Linked DNA regions of Macaca mulatta: region 1 is linked to region 2. A link is a contact called in public Hi-C data. All regions are on one chromosome and are shown on one strand. The core of a region is the stretch at or near the end of the contact, and the rest is flanking DNA. Distances in the headings are between cores, read along the strand shown.

Region 1 (2,883 bases), core at 29-2,528, 130 kb after region 2:
TATGCCATTCATACAAGTGAGTCCGTCTCTGGCATCATTCCTGCATGTGGGTCAAAGGCTACGTGCATTTAGAATTTTTATGGATATCCACAAATTATCTGAATGGAAGCTATACTAATTTATTCTCCTACCAGCAAAGGAGAGAGCTTGTTTCTCTAGTCAAAATTATGCTATTAAACTTTTTTTTTTTTTCCTGTTTTTTGAGACAGGGTCTCACTCTGTTGCCCAGGCTGGAGTGCAGTGGCACGATCACAACTCACTGCAGCCTCAAACTGTGGGACTCAAGTGACCCTCCTGCCTCAGCCTCCTGAGTAGCTGAGATTACAGGTACGTGCCACCGAGCCCAGCTAAGTTTTTTAGAGACAGGGTCTGGCTATATTGTCCAGGCGCTATTAAACGTTTAAAAAAATCTTTGCTAATCTAATAAAAATGATCTCACTGCGACTTTGTTTTTTCTCTTATTACAGCATAGTTGAATAGCTTATATGCTTAAGAACCATTGAATTTCCTACAAACTGTCCATCCATATACTTTGCTCATTTTTCTATATACATATATATTTTTATTGGTTCACAAGAGTTTCACATACATGAGGGAAACGAGCCCTTTTGTGGTATCAATTTAAAATCATTTTCCCCGGGTCATCACTTATCTTTACGAATGGAGGTTTTTGCCAGGCAGCAATGAACTCTGAATGTGGGCGGCCAGGACTAAGGTGAAAAGTCTGTCCCTTCTCCGTCTCACGTTTTGTGATGGCACACACACTTGGTGGAGGGGGTCAAGAGAGGCGACACAGGCCCCCAGGGAAGAATGGAGAGCCAGGCCCGCGGCTGGCCCCGTGCTCACCAGTCGCGTGGCGGAGCCCGCCCGGCCCGACTCCCCTCCCGGCCCCTCGCGGGCACAGAGCTCGTGTCCCAGGGCCCCGCCGGCCAAATCCAGAGGTCACCGTGAATGGGGGCAAGTCCCAGGCCTGTTCTAGAGAAACACTCTACCCATCCACCGCCACCACTCCCCAACCCCGCAAGAAACGCGTCCGGGGAGAGGTGGACGGAACTGCCTGCGAGCGTGGGCCGCGGGGCCGTGCCACGTGGGAGGGGGCCGCGCGCGGAATTCCCTCCGGCCAGTCCCGCCCCGCGCGCGCCCGCTGCCCAGTCCACGCAGCCCGCGCCCCGCAGTCCCACCCGCAGGACCCCCGGCCGCGCCAGCGTCTCGCCTGCGCCCCTCGCGCCCGGCCGCGGACTACAAGTCCCGCCATGCCCCGCCACCGCCCCCCGGCTTCCGGTGCTGCGCAGTTTCCGGAGCGGATCGCAACCCGGAGTCCGGATCCGATCCCGCTCTGCACATTCCAAAGGCAGGTAAAGCTCCGGGCCCTGCGCCCGCCGCCCGCCCCGGCGCGCGCCCCGCCGGCCCCGGTCCGCGCCCGCCACCCCCGCGAGCCCCGGCGCGCCCCGGGCCCGCCGCCCCCCGCCCCCCGCGCCCGGCAGTCGCGCGCCGCCCCGGTCCAGCCGCCATGCCGACTGTTCTTTGTTACATTCGCCGGCTGCGGGCACCGTTGGCGATCGGAGTCAAAACCCGGCTGGATTTCCCGGAGCCGCTCCGGGATCGCCCTGCGCGCCGCCCGCCCGCCGGGTCCCGCCGCCGCGGGCGCTCCTGGCCGGGCTCCGCGCCCCCGCCCCCGGCCTCGCGCCCCCCGCCTGCCCGCGGCCAGGCCCAGCGCGGGGCCGCGGGGCTGCCGGGCCCCGTTCGCCCGTGGGCGCGGCGCAGGGTCTCCGCCGCCCCCGGCCCGCGGCCCCCGCCCCCGGGCGGCCTCGTCGCCGAGGGCCCCGGGGATGTCGCTGTCCCCCGCCCTCGTGTACAATCCATGCGGGTGGCACGGGAGGGTCCCTGGACCCCCACCCCCGCGTTTAGAGAAGCTGAGTCCGGGTGATGGGGTCTCCCAGACCCTCTGCGCCTTGTTTTTTTTAAGGCTTTTGGTGGCAGAGAGAAGGTAGCGAGGTGGATGGACAGGTGACGCGTACCTGCCCGGGGTGGGTAGCCGTGCGGGGACGGGGCGTGCCCGGCCGCTCAGGTGAGGCCCGCCTCGCGCGGACAGGTGGGCACGGGGGCCACGTGCGGCCTCCGACGAGAGGGGCGGTGTTCACACAGGTGAAAACAGAAATGAAAACTCATGGAAATAAATACTTCTACCTGGTGGTTAGAGTTATCTCCCATTTACCTTTTTCTTAAGCTCCTAACGTAGTGGATGGGGTTTTTCCCCTACAAATGCTCAGAAATTGCCCCTCACCCCCAAGTCCCCAAAGGGAGTTTAAAACGGTAGAAACAAGTGTGTGATCAGAGACACGTGGACCTATGTGTGTATTTAAAGCTGCCAACACTTGTTTTAAAAAAGCCACATTGGCTTAAGCCAGATTCAAGTGAATTTGGAGAACCCAGCTTGGTTCCTGAAGGTGTTTTTAAGGGTGAGATGTAAAGGAGCCACTGCTTTTGTGATGAACCTTAAAAGGTAGCAATGACAGTTCTCCTTGGAGAATGCAGTGATGTAAACGCACTACCGTATTTTGTTTCAAGCTCGGACATTTTCACGTATTCCACGTTTTCACTGCTTCACTCCTTCCCCAGATTTCCTGACATCGCTGCCTCACGGTGAAGGATTAAGGAATAGTAGTTCTATAATTTAGATTTTCAAGAGGAAAAACACCAATTTGTTTTTATAGTTTTTCTTCTTATATCTGTGATTCATACTTTTTGCAGCAAAGTAGCTAGCAAAGAATAGACTATTATGTTCCATTTTGGAAGCAGGCAGGACGGTTATGTCTCCAGAAGACAAATAAATTTAAAAATCAACTGTAGTTGGAAGTCTGCTAGCTTGTCTTAGAATAATTA
Region 2 (2,857 bases), core at 233-2,732:
CGGACTCCACCTGGCCGGGGCGCTCGGTCTCCTCGCCGTGGCCACCAGCCGAGCCGCCTCCCCTCAGGGCCGCCGCAGGCTCCCCTCAGGGACCGAGGGCGCGGGCTTGCAGCGCGGAGGCGTCCGTTCGGCGAGCGGCTGCCGACAGGCCCGCCCTCCCCGGCCCCCAGCGCCGCGAGCCCCTCCCGCCCCGCCCTCCGGCGCCCGGCGCCCAATCAGAGTGCCGCGCACGTGACGAGCGCTGCCTGCGATGACCTCATCCCTGGTGTGGGATGACGTCAAATTCAAGATGGATGGAATCACAGCGGCAGCGGCGGCTGCGGCGCGCGCGAGCCGAGTGTGAGCGGAAAGGGGCCCGGCGTCTGCCTCGGGGCTGAAGACCGGTGAGTAACTGTCACGCCCCTCGCTCTAGGAGAACTGCGGGGCCCCCTGGGAGGCTACAGCCTCCCCGCAAAACGCGGCCTTTCCTGACGTAACTCTGAGGTGATTTCTCTCCTCTTTTTTCTCCACCAGCGGGTTGCGGGCTCCGAGCGCTTCTGCGCGTGCGCGGGGCCTGGGCGCTCACCGAGCATGCCCCGGGTTCCCACGTAGCCGATTGTACCCTCACACTGCGCATACTCCCTGCCCGCACTTGGCCTCGCCCTCGCGAATGCGCATGCTCCATTCCCTCGCGGGCTTCACTCGTCACCGTGGCCGAGCTGCCCCGGGGTAGGGGACTCGCTTGGCCCAGGCGCGCGCCCCTCGCGCGGAGCGGTTGAAATGCCTCGTGGAGAAGGGCGCGTTCTCCCGTTCTGGGCAGGGGTTGGGGGCCGGCGGTCCGGGCCGCGAGGTGCGTGCGGAAGCTGGCCGGTGGCCTTGGGGACCCCGCACCTGCCGCGACCCGCCGCTCCCTTCACGGTCCGGGACCCAGCCCCGCCGCCCGGTCCTCGGCGTAGTGGCCGGAGCGTGACCGCTCGGTGCCCGCCGGACGCTCGCTCCCCGCCTCCCCGCCCGGCCCCTCCCGCGGACGCTTGGACCTCGCTGCGCGTTCCTTCCCCTCCAGACCCCCTGCAGACCTTGTCTGGGACTTCTCGGCGGTCCCGCAGAGCACAGCACCCTCCGCTGGCCAGGAGCTCTGCTGCTCGGCCGGCGACCGTCTCCCCGCTGGAGGAGCCCCTTCCCCCGGCCGAGGTCTGCGGCTGTAGGGGCAGGGAGTCAAGACGCAGTCCGTGCCGGCCTTAGAGACCCTGCGGCAGCGCCGCCACATCTCTTCCCGGCTTTTCGGGAACACGCCCAGTAGTCCATCCTCAGAGGCTCCTGCCTTTCCATCCTAGCACACCCCTGGGGGCTCGCACTCTGCCCCCGGTTGCTATGCGCTTCCAGCCACGAGGGCTCTGCGGTTCAGGAGAATTCCGCCAGAGAGCGCGTTCGGAGGCGGGGTGTGTTTAGACAGGTATCCCGGTGGGATTGCCTGAGCAAGAGGAGGGGGAAAGTTAGACTTCACACGGCCTGGGGTTTTTCCTTTCGTGCAAGCACTCGCAGCCCTGGCACCGAGCCTCCGAGGGCACGCGTGTATTACAGCATAGTCCAGCGATTGTTCACATGATGACCCTGAGCGCTCAATTAAGCAGCTTACATTATGGTCCTCATACCTTGTTTAAGAAGACAAGAAAGTGGGTTAATCCATTTTAGAAAGATTTCTCTTGGAAAATTATCTTTTAAAGCTTTCCTCATGTACTTGAAGGTGTAAATCATGATCTCTAAGGACTAGTAGTCATTAAGTTTAAGCACCCCTAAATATCGATGTTGAAAAGAAAGTCGAAATTTGAAGTGCTGGTTTACTTAAAAGTAACTTTTTGTTTATTTTTCCTTTTTAACACTATTGAAAGTATAATGTGCTTCATTCTGTTGAAACAGAAATTGAAGAAGATATAACCCCTGCCCTCTAGTAACTTACACTATTTAGGAGGGAATATTAGATGTGTACACTGGTAAGGAAAAATTGTAAATAACAAAATTGGGGTAATTAAGAAGGTCTCGATGGAAATGAGATAATTAAAGGGACAATTTTTTCTTTTCCTTTTTTTTTTTTTTTTATTTTGACGGAGTTTCACTCTTGTTGCCCCAGGCTGGAGTACAATGGCATGATCTCGGCCCGCTGCTACCTCCGCCTTCTGGGTTCAAGCGATTCTTCTGCCTCAGTCTCCCGAGTAGCTGGGATTACAGGCGCCCACCACCACACCCAGCTAATTTTTTTTTTTTTTCCTAGTAGAGAAAGGGGTTTCACCCTGTTGGCCAGGATGGTCTTGAGATCTCCTGACTTCGTGATCCACACCCCAGTTGGCCTCCCAAAGTGCTAAGATTACAGGCATGAGCCACTGCGCCCAGCAGAAGGGACAATTTTAGTTGTCCCTAAAGCCAATGGAAGTAGAGAGAGCAGATCGTAAGCTATTTAAGAGCTACGTTTGACCAGGTCGCAGTGATAGGCTATAAGGGAAAGAGAAGAGATTTCTGGTTTTGGAAACTTAGGGGCTGGCAACACACCAAAGTAAATCGGGAATATGTGAGGACAAGCAGATGTGGGAGCAGGGACGAGAGGTGTGGAGTTTAAGTACCATGCTGGACCTGAGGATATACTGTGATGGAACTGTTCAGTAGGTACCTGAGAGGGTGGAGCCTCAAGAGTCTAAGCAGAGATACAGATTTGGGAGTCACCGTCCAGTAGTGATTAAAGTCACAAGGTCTGATAGAAAAAGCAAAGAATACTGCCCCGTGTTGGGGCTCAGTAACGGATGCTGGAGAAATAAAGGTGAGCTAGTCCAGGTCTTGAGCCTCAAGTTTGATGATTTCTCTCTTTGCCCAATACCTAGCTTGCTAG

What was found. Hi-C and Micro-C count contacts between places; a contact is called where the count stands out from the background.
Region 1: a contact with region 2 is called in a Hi-C map of liver, with 3 times the contacts expected there. The contact joins the promoter of PRDM15 here to the promoter of UMODL1 in region 2. A contact is called at or near these places in 3 of 14 Hi-C or Micro-C datasets (cortical neurons, fetal cortex germinal zone and liver).

The regions. Positions count from the first base shown.
Region 1 is chr3:5,614,650-5,617,532 of T2T-MMU8v2.0, forward strand. It overlaps PRDM15 (PR/SET domain 15), which reads left to right and starts at 1,279. Exons shown (of 24, transcript XM_077995726.1): 1 at 1,279-1,355.
Region 2 is chr3:5,481,644-5,484,500 of T2T-MMU8v2.0, forward strand. It overlaps UMODL1 (uromodulin like 1), which reads right to left and starts at 1,483. Exons shown (of 22, transcript XM_077995719.1): 1 at 1,056-1,483. It overlaps ZBTB21 (zinc finger and BTB domain containing 21), which reads left to right and starts at 275. Exons shown (of 4, transcript XM_077995725.1): 1 at 275-383.